Regions from separate parts of the Mus musculus genome. Here all the other regions are linked to region 3. Evidence: chromatin contacts called from public HiChIP or PLAC-seq data. All regions are on one chromosome and are shown on one strand. The core of a region is the stretch at or near the end of the contact, and the rest is flanking DNA. Distances in the headings are between cores, read along the strand shown. Region 1 has its middle 39 kb from the start of Platr27. Region 2 holds the start of Platr27 (pluripotency associated transcript 27). Region 3 holds the start of Tti1 (TELO2 interacting protein 1).

Region 1 (4,388 bases), core at 243-2,742, 390 kb before region 3:
AATGGGGCTGCCTGAGACCTGGGAAGCAGAAGCACGGCCTAGTTCCCTGGGCTGGTGGCTGAGGACTCTTGCTGATCCCTGGTTACTATGCATTAATCTCTGTAAAGGGCCCTGCCACGGGGTCTGGAGCACAGTGAATGTCACACATCTGGAATGATGCTCACACTGAGGCAACATCTGGGCATTCACTGTGTCAGGTTTCAAGTCAGCTACCCAGGGCCTTGAGAAATGGTAAAGCTGGGCACATCTAGATCCCTGAGAATCTAGAGCCCAATCTAGGGTGGCAGAGGGGAGACACAAAAGCACCCACAACACAAGACAAGGTCAGGTGGAGACCCGCAGAGAGGTTTCTGAATGGCAGGAGGATGCCAGGGAGTGTAGTAAAGATGAGCTGATCTGTAGGCATTGCCTGTGCCTGGGCACCCTGTCTTACTCATATAGTCTCATTTAAAGCTCAAAACAGCAGTTACAGGGACTTCTTGTGGGCAAGTAGACCTTGCCACCAGACAGAAGAACTGGTCAGGCTGAGTGGCCCCAAGCCCCCTGAAACTCAGAACTGAGAATGGTAGGAGTGGGGCCAACTCCATGCCAAACTCTACGTGCTCTGGGACACATAACCACGACAACCCACTGAGATGACCATGACAATCAGCCATGTGGGGGAAAACATCTGAAGTCCTTCCCCATGCAGGTTAGCATCATTAGCATCTCAGTTTGAGCCAATAGGAAACCCCTACCCCTGGATCCCACCCTGCTCCTCAGTGTTTATAAAGTCCCTGTACACATGGAATAGAGCGCACAGGCTATTTCACCGAGAATCATCTGAGAGCGACTGATTTACTGAGCTGTGACACTTGGGGAAAAGGTTTTCTTCCCAGAAGCATTCATCGCTGGTCCTTGTACCCTCCTGACAGGCTGGACTCATGCTCCTGCTGCCTCTGTTGTCACTGCCTGCTGCCACCGGCAGCTGCCCTGCCCCAGCTGCTGGTATTGACGCTGCCACGGTGCAGGCCAGATCTGGGACCTCAGGTACCTGCCCCGCGTAGGCTTCCCTTCTGAGAGCTGTCACACTGTGTCCGTCTCTGGCTGGACCACAGGGTTCTGCAGAGGATGACAACTTCTAGTCCCATTTTACAGATGCAGAAACTGAGCCCAGAGAGGTCGTGTGATGGCTGATGGCAACCTTCATTGTCAGCTTGATAGGATTTAGAGTCACCATGGCAATAAATCTGCAGGAACGACTCTCAGGAACTTTCTAGACTGTCTTAACAGAGGTGAGAAGACCCACCCTAAACACGCACCGCACCGTTCTACGGCTAGGAGCCTCGATTAAGTGAAAAGACAAAGTAAATAGAGAACCAGCATTCATCTCTCGCGTCTTCCTGCAGATGCAATGGCCACCTCATTCCCAGGGCAAGCCTTCCAGGCCGCGACAGGATGGGGAATGGAAAGATGCAGCAGGGAGCCTGACCAGGAGATGGCGCCAGTGTTGCTGACTTTGAATGACAAACGAGACGGACAAAGTGGCCAGGCTTCTGCTGGATTAGAAACAGACCGCTCAGCATGAGAAATAGCCAGGGCTAGAGCCATTAGCCTTATCAAAAAGCTGATTGCTCTTAGCAAAGTATTTAATACGGTTTCCTGCTATTAGGGCCCAAACCTGGACTAGCAAGATATTAATTCTGCAGATAATCATTGAGAGGGGAGGACCATATTTTAATATATGGCAACAGGCAAGCTATTGTCATTTTTCCCTTCTATCTTGATTGCCGGCTACCCAATTAGAACTGGCTTTCGATGCCCCTTCCTGGAGGGACGGAGATAAGGCTTAATGTCCTCGAACAAGATCTATCGGCTGCGACGAGAGGCCCATAAATATTAATAAATCTATAATTAGTCCTGTGGAAAGGGGTATCCATCCATGAGGCAGTTCCACCCATCGATGCCAAGAAACCACTTTTGCTGGGAAAGCATGACTTTTCTCTCCCAAATGCCAGGCTCTTTGTTCCAGAAGGAAGCAGCCCTTAGATGGTCCAGATCCTGATGTGTTTGCTTTGAGACAGACCCTCAAGAACAGCCAGGATTTCTGCAGTGGTCTCCAGGGAGGGAGGCTTAGCCTAGGTGGTTATAGGAGAAGGTTGGGGGCCCAGAAACATTTTCTCACATTATTTTAATTTTTAAAAACCTTCTTATTGATTCTTTGTGAAGTTCACTTTATGCACCCCAATCTCACTCATTTCCCCATCCCTTCATATCTACCCTCTGCCCTTGCAACCCAAAAGAAATTTCTTTTTCTTTTTTTCTTTTTTTTCTTCTTTTTCTTTTTTGGTTTTCTGAGACAGGGTTTCTCTGTATAGCCCTGGCTGTCCTGAAACTCACTTTGTAGACCAGGCTGGCCTCGAACTCAGAAATCCGCCTGCCCTCTGCCTCCCGAGTGCTGGGATTAAAGGCGTGTGCCTAAAAATTTTTTTAAAAAGTAAAAGAAGCAACAACCAAAAGCATCTCTCTGTAGAAGCCGCAGGGTGTCCCACAGTACACCTTTTATCCAAATATCATTACTTGCAAATGTTCATTGCAATGAGTCTTTGGTCTGGCTCAAGGCCTCTGGCTTCTGCTAGTCTATCAGTAGTGGATGCTCACGGACTCCTCTCAGATATTCTGTTCTTGCCCTGTGTCATGGAGATTCTGCAACTTTGGATCTGCAGGACCAGCCCCTTCATGAGCTCCAGCAGTTCATAGATGGAGTAGATGTTGGGGTGGGCCCTGGATCAAAGCTCCCCAGTGCTGCACCCATCGAGGGGCATTGGCCTGCCCATGCAACCACCTGGCTAGTGAGGGGTGGAGCCAACTCTGCTCAGCGTCCCACACCCCTCGTACATCTACATGGCCCAGGGGCGGCAACCCAGACCAGGACTATGCACTCGGCCTTTGATGGTAACATGGACCACAGATGTTGACACAGACCCTTGCTGCTGCAGGGCAATGGACCCAGACATGGCTCTTGGTAGCACCATGGGCAGCGACTTCACTGTGGCCTCAGATGACAACACAGGCTGCTCCCTTCAGGCTGTTCCTCAGCACCCTCATGTCTCCAGTTCTGCCTCTCCTCATGGTGCTCAGACCCCTCTGCTTCTCTCTCTCCCATCTCTCTACCACTTGCGAACTGCAGTGGCTCTCTCTCTCTTTTTTTTTTTTTTAAAAAGATTTATTTATTTATTTATTATATGTAAGTACACTGTAGCTGTCTTCAGAGACTCCAGAAGAGGGCATCAGATTTCATTACGGATGGTTGTGAGCCACCATGTGGTTACTGGGATTTGAACTCAGGACCTTCAGAAGAACAGTCAGCGCTCTTAACCACTGAGCCATCTCGCCAGCCCTGCAGTGGCTCTTATAGTGGATGGGCCTCTGGGTGTCTTCTGCCCCACCCCCCATGTGGTGGTAGACAGGTTCCTTCATTATTTTAATTTTTTGTTTGTTTGTTTGTTTTTCGAGACAGGGTTTCTCTTTATAGCTCTGGCTGTCCTGGAGCTCACTTTGTAGACCAGGCTGGCCTCGAACTCAGAAATCCGCCTGCCTCTGCCTCCCGAGTGCTGGGATTAAAGGCGTGCACCACCACACCCGGCTATTATTTTAATTTTTAACTGAAACTATTTTGAGTTATTTCATTTAAAGTTACCTGAAAGAGCATATAAAATCTGAGAGGCCAGTGGACTAGTGAAGGGGTTTAAAGTTACCCGCAAATAGGAATACAGATTGTTGGTTTAAATATTTGTGTGTGTAGCCAGGCACGTTGGAGCATGCCTTTAGTCCTAGCGCTTGAGAGGCAGGGACAGGAGGAAACCCTGGTCCTCAAAACCAGCATGGTCTATACAGAGAATTCCAGGCCAGTCAGGGCTACACTGTAAGATGCTGGTCCATCACCCTTCCCAAATTATGTGTATATGTGATGTACATGTGTGTTAATGTATGTGCACTGATGTGTGCATAGGTATGTGTGTGTATGTATATGTGTTAGAGACTGACATCTGACATACCTTCCTATATCACAGTCCATATTATTCTGGAGACAGGGCCTCTCACTGAACCGGGGGCTCACCTACTCAGCTAGACTTGCTGGCCAATTAATGATGTTCAAGTGTCTTCCAATCTCACCTCCCCAGTTCTGGGCTCAGCTTTTCTGGGTGCTGGGGACCTGAACTCAGGTCCTCATGCTTGTGTGGTCGGCGCTTTCCTCACTGATCCACCTCCCCAGCACTACTGTGAGATGTTTTTATTATTGTGATTATTGCTTTGTTTGGGATAGGAATGTTGGCCCAAGGCCCACATGTGGGATGCCTGGTATGTTGGTCAGGGTTCTCTAGAGCAGCAGAACTTATAGAATGAGT
Region 2 (4,374 bases), core at 1,373-3,872, 430 kb before region 3:
TCCTAATGCCTGAAGCACAAGGAACATCTTCTCATGAACTCAACCATCATCTAGTAATTTTTCCATGAAATGTCTGTCTTTTTTTGTCTATTTCCAAAGAAAGGATTGCATTAATAATCTCCAAATGAGTAAATAAATCACTATAATGATTGGACGTGATTTTTTTTTTAAAATCTGCTTGTAAAGCTACAGCAGAACATGAACTACCTAACAGTGAGTCTATCAAAAGGCATCAAGAGCTTAGTGGGCAAACACATTTTCTGTGAGAGCCTGATGCCCTGAGTTCAATTCCCAGGACCCACAGGAGGCAAGAGAGAACTCGATTGCCTCATGTGCCGAAGCATGGAAGTGATCCAAGCTGTGCAAAGATCTATATTAAAAAATCACAAAATAATAGCCGAGAAAAGTTAAACATCTAAACCAGTGGTTCCCAACCTGTGGGTCAAGCTCCCACTGGGGTCACAGATCAGACATATTTACAATTCATAACAGTAGCAAAATTATAGTTATGAAGCAGCACCAAAATAATTTTATAGTTGGGGTCACCACAACTTGAACTGTATTAAAGGGTTACAGCGTCAGGAAGGTTGAGAACCGCTGCCCTAAATGAATGAGGAGGCCTCCAATAATTATGGACTGAATGACTCAACACTCAAATTGTTTCTCCCCAAACAATCTTCAAGTTAAGCACTGTCTCAGGCAAGACTTTCCTACAGAAATTGACAACATAATTACATAATTGTATGGAATGGACAGGGATACAGGTCAATGCAAGAGATGAATCTTTCTTCCCACCACAGGGTCAGTTTCCATTACACAGATTTATTGTGACATACACACACACACACACACAAGCACATACATACATATTTGGCCAGATGTAGTGAAACATGCCTTTAATCTCAGGAATCAGAGGCAGGCAGCCTGGTCTACATAGTGAAACCCTGTCTACAAACAATAATGTATTTCTTTGAGACGAGCTCTCTATCTTATGTAGCTTCTTCCTTGGAGAAGACGTTCCCCTACTCTCAGCACTCCTTGGCTGCCTGTAATTGCAGCTTTGAAGCTCCATAAGCTCCACTTCCTCTGCCCACATGAGCATGTCTACTGGCGTCGTCCTTGTTCAGGCCATGTGTTGGCAGCCGCGTTAGGAAGACCTTATGGCCGCAGCTTCTGACATTTCTAGGAGACACAATCTCACAGGCAAATCCTCTGTTCTTCTGGCTCTTCAAGTCTTCTGCCCACTCTTCAGCCACGGGTTGTAGTTTCCCTTAATGGTCTTCATCTGCTGCAGAGAGAAGCTTCCTTGATAAGAGGTTGTTGGGAACTGGAGAGATGGCTCAGCAGTTAAGAGCACTGACTGCTCTTGCAAAGGTCGTGAGTTCAAATCCCAGCAACCACATGGTGGCTCACAACCATCAGTAATGAGATCTGACGCCCTCTTCTGGAGTGTCTGAAGACAGTTACAGTGTACTTAGATATAATAATAAATCTTTAAGAAAATTACCCATACACATAAAAAAGTGCCCAGCCATTGAGCTAGTCAAGGCATATCAAAATTAGCTTGGGGTGTGTGTGCCTTTCATTGGTGAATCCAGAGCGCTCTTGGGTGAGTGCAGCGCTTTCCCCAATGGGAACCAAAGTGGTTTAACTAATTTGCTGTTGTAAGAGGTGAGGACTGTGCTTATTTTATGAAAATAAGCATAGATATTAAGGATGTAGTTAGGGGTTATGCTGTTTAGTAAAGCAGTGGTTATAGGTGATAGGTTTTTTTCTTCAAAATCCATGACTTCAGTAGTCTTGGGTAACTGGCTAGGTGTCCAGGAGCAGACATGATTTCCCTCTCGTTGAGAAGATCTTAATGTCTAATTAGAGAGCTGTTGGTTACTGCCAAAGTATGCATGGCACTATTGCACCCTTACAGTTACTGTGCCATGCTGCTTGTGTGGTTCATGGGTGTCAGAGCTGGGTAGGGCTCTTGGTTGCTTCCCTTCTTTGGAAGCTTGCATGAAGCCTTCTGGTACCAGGAAAGCTATAGTCCTCAGGCAGGATTTATTGTTACATTGTATTTATTATTCATTTATTTATTATTTGCTTTGAGACAGTTTCTCTCTACGTAGTCCTGGCTGCTCTAGAACTCACTACACAGACCAGGCTGCCCTCAGACTCAGAGATCTTCGTGCCTCTGCCTGCCAAGTGCTCGGATGTAAAGTATGCACTACCACGATCTGTAGCGTGAACTACATTTAAAAGGCAATCCATGCTACGGCCGGCAAGGCACTGGCGGACAGGCCACCCGGCTCTCTAAGTTCCCATGGCCGGCCGCCGCCACCCCCCTCCCCCAGCCCCCCATGCTTCCAAATTCCTGTGGCAGGCTGGGATGCCCTGCCACCATACCTTTCTCTGGAACCCAGCTGAGTCGCCTCATGAAGGAAAACACCACACAATCTTAGTTTAGAATCAACAGGCAATACAATCGCTGGGTGCAGAAACTAGCATCCTGATTTTGTAAGCTATTCAAATTATAAATCCTCCAGGTGGTGCATCCCAGTGGATCTGCCACCTAAACCAGGAACCTCTTTCTACCTACATTGTGTACTCCACACTCTCTCCTGTCCAAAAGGAAGTCTCTTTCTCGTGCTTCCCTCTTCCTCTCACCGACCCAGAAGTCCCGCCTACTACTCACCCAGTGATTGGTCCCTTGAAATCTTTATTCATTAGGGGAAGATTTCTGCCACAGTGCTCTGCTACTGTTACCTTTAGGTGGCGCACGCCTTTAATCCCAGCACTCGGGAGGCAGAGGCAGGCGGATTTCTGAGTTCGAGGCCGGCCTGGTCTACAGAGTGAGTTCCAGGATAGTCAGGGCTATACAGAGTAACCCTGTCTCAAAAAACCAAAAAAAAAAAAAAAAAAAAAAAAAAAAAAAAGAACCAATTTCTAGGGCTGGGGCTGTAGTTTAGAGGTAGACAGCTTCTCTGGTATCCAAGAGGCGCTTGGCTCTTCCATACTACCAATAAACAAAAACAGCCTCCGAGCTGGGGAGATGGCTGAGTGAGATGCCTCAGGAGTGTAAGGGCTTGATTTTGAGTCTCCACGACAGTGCATGTGGGATCCTGTTCCGCCTCCAGGGAAATGGGAGGCAGAGATAGGAGAATGCCCAGATGCTCACAGGCAGCTAACCTGGGGTACACATCAACTAGCAAGGTGAAAGGTGAGTCCCAACAGCTGGGGTTAGCCTCTGACTTCCACATACTATAGCACAGGCATCTACATGTCTACATACACACATCATGCACATGCAAATCACACACGGTCACATACATACACTCTCATACACACACACTCTCACACACTCATACACTCAAACTCTCTCACACACACATACACTGTCACACACACACTCTCACACATTCACACCCACCCACACATATGTACTCACACTCTAACACACTCTACACACGTACACACACTCTCCCCACACACACATACACTCACACTCTGACACACACATACTCATACACACACTCCCCCATTCTCTCTCTCTCTCACACACACTCATACACACATTCACACACACACATATAGTCACATTCACATCCTGACACACACTCTACACAGTCACCCATGCTCACATACACTCTATCACACACATTCTCTCTTTCTCTTACACACACACACACACACACACACACACACACTCCTATTCAGTGATGGTGGCTCATGTCTCTAGGGTCTAGCAGTTGCAAGGCTGAGGTGGGATGACCCAATGTCTGCTTGAGCTACAGAGTGAGACCCAATCACAAACAACAAACAAATGAGACTCAACTTCACTGAAGCATATTTTACAAAATAAAACTAAATGAAAAATAAAGTACAGACCCACCCAGAGGGCTTGGGGTTACAGGCATGAGCCACCACACCTGGCTAACTGTATTCCTTTAACATCTTTGTCTAGCTTTGTCTGCAGGTGTCCTGGAGATGGTGGGCTGGGTTCTATTCCTTCTTGAATAAATTTTCTGAAGAAGCAACCATTTTGTTACAAGTTATTTATTTATTTATTTATTTATTTATTTATTTTTGGTTTTTTGAGACAGGGTTTCTCTGTGTAGCTCTGGCCGTCCTGGAACTCACTCTGTAGACCAGGCTGGCCTCGAACTCAGAAATCCACCTGCCTCTGCCTCCCAAGTGCTGGGATTAAAGGGGTGCGCCACCACGCCTGCCCAGCTTGTTACAAGTTATTTTAAGTGGATAGAAAGTTAGCCTTAGTCATACAGATTTAAAAAAAGACACAAAAATGAAACAAACAAAAAGACTCCATTTGCCCCATTTAAATTTATTTATGTAATTTTTGTGTGCTGGGTAATAGTTGTACCT
Region 3 (4,634 bases), core at 1,981-4,480:
CGTCTACAGACACCCAAGTCCTAAACTAAATAACGGCATACACTTTAGCAGTGCATAAAAAGTGACAGATTGGTGCTGGAGAGATGGCTCAGCGGTTAAGATCACTGTCTGTTCTTTCAGAAGTCATGAGTTCAATTCCCAGCAACCACATGGTGGCTTACAACCATCTGTAATGAGATATGATGCCCTCTTCTGGGGTGTGTCTGAAGACAGCTACAGTGTACTCATATTTATAAGAATAAATAAAAATCGACCTTTCAACTGTGACATGTCCTGAGCCTCAGCCTCTCTCTGCACCTTTTCTCTTATGACTCCTACAATTTCTGTAGCCCAGAACTTGCCCTTGAGCTCCAGACTGATAAATTCAATTGCCTATATACCTGTATAGATGGCCTCCTGTACCTGTGAGCCCCAAACCACCAATTCAACCAAGCACAGACCATAATTATTTGGTTAAAAGAAACAAAAACAAAAAACCCACTGACATTGTACTGAACATCTAGTCTGTTCCTTAGTGTTACTTATTTCTTAAAAAGTAGTTACAATGTCTACCCATCATTTATATATGTAGTATATTATACTATATATAACCTAGACATAATGTGGCACCTGTGTGTGTGGTGGGTACATGTGTCCTAGAAGCAATTCCCTAGACACTGAGCAGTGACTGGTGACTATTTCTAGATAAGCATTTTCAATCAAACATGTCCACCCTGCTGTTTTCATTGCTCAAACCCATCTGTCTGTCTGTCCTCAGTAAACAGAAACTCTGTTCTCCTAGTTGCTTAGGTCAGTATTCCTGGGGCCAACCCTTGCCTTCTTTCTTTCTTTCTTTCTTTCTTTCTTTCTTTCTTTCTTTCTTTCTTTTTTTTTTCGAGACAGGGTTTCTCTGTTTCTCTGTATAGCCCTGGCCGTCCTGGAACTCACTTTGTAGACCAGGCTGGCCTTGAACTCAGAAATCCACCTGCCTCTGCCTCCCAAGTGCTGGGATTAAAGGCGTGCGCCACCACGCCCGGCTCCTTGCCTTCTTTCATATCTAATCCCAATCTACCAGCAAATCCTGTTATCTCTTCCTTTAAAGTATCTCCACCTTCTGTCCTTTTCCTGCTTCCTCCACCGGCAAAATCCTGGACTGCGTCACCCTTTCACCTGGGTTATTACAGCAGCTGACAACCTGGCCTTCCTGTCTTTCTTGTACTATGTTCGTCTCCTACATAATAGCCTTGCTTATGTAAGCAAAGCCTGCGTGCAAATGCCACAACAGAACAGTGCAGTAAGAATCAGTGCTCTGTCCTCACTTGCTACTGACCGTTCAGAGAACACTAAACCCTTACTCGTGCCTACCGGTGCCCACGTGACACGGTCCCTCCATACTCTTCTGGCTTTATGTCTAACTACCTTCTGGTTTCTATCACTCTGGTATACCATCTTTTCAAGTCCTCAAAACTGCTAACAAGGGTGTGAAGTTGGTTTTCTCATTATCTGGAAAGATAGCTTATGGCTTGTTCTCTAGCTCCTTGCAAGCAACCAAATGCTACTTTATCCTCTCCGAAGGGCATATATAACATACTTCTATGTGACCAACTTACATTTTCTCAAGCCCATGCATTCCCTACCCCCTTGGCTTCCTGGATTTTTATGAAAATCATTTTTTTGTTTCATTTTATACTTGCATGTCCATTTTTCTCTTCTCTAGAAGGCAAGTTCCCAAGGGCAGGGACAGCTTGTCTGTTTTCCCAGAACAGTGCTTCAAACACAGATGCTCAGAAATTATTCACTGAATGAAGGAACCTTTGGCTAATATGTGAGGAATTTGGGATCAGGTGATTTGACTGAGTCAGGCCTTGACTGAATTCTAGTTTTGCCATTTCCTGGCTATGCCCAAGCAGCTCTGGACAGGTAACTCACTCGAATCTCATGTGTTCTCATTATCAAATGGTGATAGCAATCCCCGTGCCAGAGCACTGTTGTTAAGGACTGACATTTAAAATAGTAACATCTGGATACATAGACTTAGTACAAAGGGTACTCAGAACATGAGTTACTCAGTACTCAGCAACTATTTAGATGAGGTCTCAAAAGCCCGAGCTTTTTTGTAAGGTGGGGTCTTAAAAGCTGGTCTGGAATTTACTGCACAGACCAAGCTGGCCTGGAACCCTCAGGAGAACCACCTGCCTCTGCCTCCCTATATCATTATAAGGTGTTGACTTGTGCGTTAATTCAATCAGCTATGAATTCAGCTTTGATTCCAGATGCTGGGACACACTTAGATACACTCTCTTCATTCAGATCTTAGCTCTGTGAGCTTGAAACTTATGTGATCACCACACCTCTGTAACCTGTTTCCTCAGTTGTTAAACCGTGAGACGATAACACTTACCTCATAGCTTTGAAAAGTGTCTAGCACATAGAAACTTCTCAACTACACTAGCTATGATCATGATGCACTCCAGGTGAAGAAGGGTCAAAGCATGTATATTAGGGACAGAGAAGTTAAGAAAACCAGGCATCAACTATAGGAATGTCTTTTAGGCTGGGAGGGGACTCACATCTAATAAGTTCAACAACGTCAGGGAGTTGTAGGTATGTGTGTTGGGGGGGGGGTGCACGCACAGAGGACGTCAGGTGTCCCGCTCAATCACTCTCCAGCTTATTCTTTTGAGACTGAGTCTTTCACTGAACCTGGAGTTAAGCAGGCATCTAGCAAGCTCCGGCGATCTTCCTGTCTCAGCCCCAGAACACTGAAGTTACAGACCTGGCCCACCAACTTGGGCTTTTTAATGATGGGAACACAAATCCTCATTCTTGCATAGCAAGCACTTGGAGCCATCACACCCCTCCAAAAAAAAAGTTGTGTGTGTGTGGGGCCAGACTCAGTAGAGGTCAGTAGACGGCGCAGTTCCACCAGGTGAGAAAAGGGGTATCACTTCGGAAGTCAGAACAGGAACCAAAGTGGGGAGCCCTGCCAAGAGTTCGTGTCTTTAAAGGAACTAGAGGAGCGCTGGGGAGAGGGGCCCAGGCACGGAGGGAGGTGTGGCCTAGGCCAGCCACCAAAGCGACGCGGCCCTTCCCACACCCAGCTCCCGCGCTTCCTGCCTCAGTGTGTCCTAAGGATTCGTTTCTGGACGCTCCTAAGCGGCTGGGCTCCCTTACACTCCCGCCACTCTTACCTCGTCTTCCAGTCTTTCCCTCACTCTCCCGCCTCCTGCACCCTAGGCGGAAATGACGACTAAGTAGTGCGTCGCGCCGCGCCAGAAAGGTTCTGCGGAGCGGGAAAAAGGGTTCCGGTGAGGCTCACTGCGCCGGCGCGCGGGCGCGAGCGGTTAAAGCGCATTTTCGGTGTTCGAGGACCTGGATTTGTTCCCTCGGCCTGGCCGGCTAGAAGTCAGGGACCAAGGATACTGCCGCCTCCTAAGGATCGTTTTCCTCCGGCTCCGAAGCCTCTCGGCGCCCGGCTGTGGCCCTTGCCCTTTGACCCCCGTGGCGGCGGGGTGAGAGGTCGGGTGGCCATCTTGTGGCGGCGGCGCGGGCGGCTGTTACTGCGGAGACCTGTCCCCTCCCCCCACCTGGTACCCCGAGCTGTCTGTCAGTCGGCGGAGAGCCCTGCAGCCTGTCAGCGGAGGCCTGGGCCGAGTGCGGTCGCTTTCCCCGTCTCATCGGGCGGCCCGGGCTGCTCCCCACCACCGCCACCATGTCCTCCTTCTCAGAATCGGCGCTGGAAAAGAAGCTCTCAGAGCTGAGCAACTCTCAGCAGAGCGTGCAGACCCTCTCCCTGTGGCTCATCCACCACCGCAAGCACGCAGGACCCATCGTCTCCGTGTGGCACCGCGAGCTCCGCAAAGGTGATCACCCGCACCCCGGCTCTCCCATGGCTGTGTTCCCTCATCCACTCTCCCGCAGCCCTGTGGCTTCTTAAGCCTTGTTTTGCAGGCCTGGGGCTCTGATGGAGGGTCTGAGGTTGGAAACGGTGTTATTTTATGACTTGGAGAGGGAAACTGAGGCCCGGTAAGGTATGGGAGATTCGTCTGAAGTTCCAAGGGCGCAAATGCCCAGACTTGAAGTTACTCAGCTCCTTCCCTCATCAGGCTTCCCCCTCACACCTTACGACAGTTGTTTTTGTTTTTGTTTTAAATCGTGGCTGTGTTTGGAGCTGGGAGCCCCGTGTTGGGCAATTGGAATACGATCCAGCCGTCTCTGGTCAGACTGCCCACATTAAGACCTGGTGCAAACGTGTTCTAGCTAAGTGATCCTGGGAACGTTTCTTCATATCCTTGTGCCGGTGTATTCTAATCTGTAAAACGGATACAAACTTACCTGTACTTCCAAAGCCTTGACTCCGTGTTAGTTACTATCCATAGACTTGAGAACAGGATGGTAAATTGGGTAGCCTTCTGCCCTTGCCACTAAATTCAGACTCTCACGATATTCCCCGAGCGCTACCTGTTTCTTGCCAGGCCCGGTGTTGGATGCAAGTTGTTTCTGGCTACTGTCTGGAAGTTAAGTCTATCTGTCACTGAACCCAACAGTTTAACCTCTATGTCCTTTATTCCTTATATAGAAAATGGAGATGATGGTAGTTTATGTTATTGTGGCTTTATTATGTGCTGCTATCTTTATGCGGGTTGCTTTTGTTT

The links. HiChIP or PLAC-seq counts read pairs in DNA pulled down with a chosen protein or histone mark.
Region 1: an H3K27ac HiChIP or PLAC-seq map of VIP interneurons shows a contact between it and region 3, with 6 times the contacts expected there. The contact joins the enhancer-like site here to the promoter of Tti1 in region 3. A contact is called at or near these places in 12 of 39 promoter capture datasets (3T3-L1-derived adipocytes, the C10 cell line, the HPC-7 cell line and 9 more), 1 of 15 datasets of contacts at CTCF or cohesin (the NIH/3T3 cell line), 35 of 115 datasets of contacts at active chromatin or transcription factors (the 230-238 cell line, the NIH/3T3 cell line, the SCID.adh cell line and 23 more) and 2 of 9 other capture datasets (adipose tissue and macrophages).
Region 2: a contact with region 3 is called in an H3K4me3 HiChIP or PLAC-seq map of embryonic stem cells, with 10 times the contacts expected there. The contact joins the promoter of Platr27 here to the promoter of Tti1 in region 3. A contact is called at or near these places in 21 of 39 promoter capture datasets (the 3T3-L1 cell line, 3T3-L1-derived adipocytes, the C10 cell line and 11 more), 1 of 15 datasets of contacts at CTCF or cohesin (embryonic stem cells), 44 of 115 datasets of contacts at active chromatin or transcription factors (the 230-238 cell line, DN3 thymocytes, the SCID.adh cell line and 26 more) and 4 of 9 other capture datasets (adipose tissue, embryonic stem cells, liver and 1 more).

The regions. Positions count from the first base shown.
Region 1 is chr2:157,634,374-157,638,761 of GRCm38.p6, forward strand. No RefSeq gene overlaps it. Among named protein-coding and RNA genes, the nearest start is that of Platr27, 39 kb to the left of the region's middle. Within about 2 kb of position 1,493, at least 3 of the 459 cell types and tissues checked have an H3K27ac peak or open chromatin away from gene starts, as enhancers often do. A contact at or near this core is called in VIP interneurons, where this site is marked.
Region 2 is chr2:157,594,698-157,599,071 of GRCm38.p6, forward strand. It overlaps Platr27 (pluripotency associated transcript 27), which reads right to left and starts at 2,623. Exons shown (of 2, transcript NR_166472.1): 1 at 2,398-2,623; 2 at 882-1,288.
Region 3 is chr2:158,025,204-158,029,837 of GRCm38.p6, forward strand. Tti1 (TELO2 interacting protein 1) reads right to left here and starts at 3,231. Exons shown (of 8, transcript NM_029282.2): 1 at 3,171-3,231. Rprd1b (regulation of nuclear pre-mRNA domain containing 1B) reads left to right here and starts at 3,294. Exons shown (of 7, transcript NM_001291134.1): 1 at 3,294-3,842. The coding sequence starts at 3,692.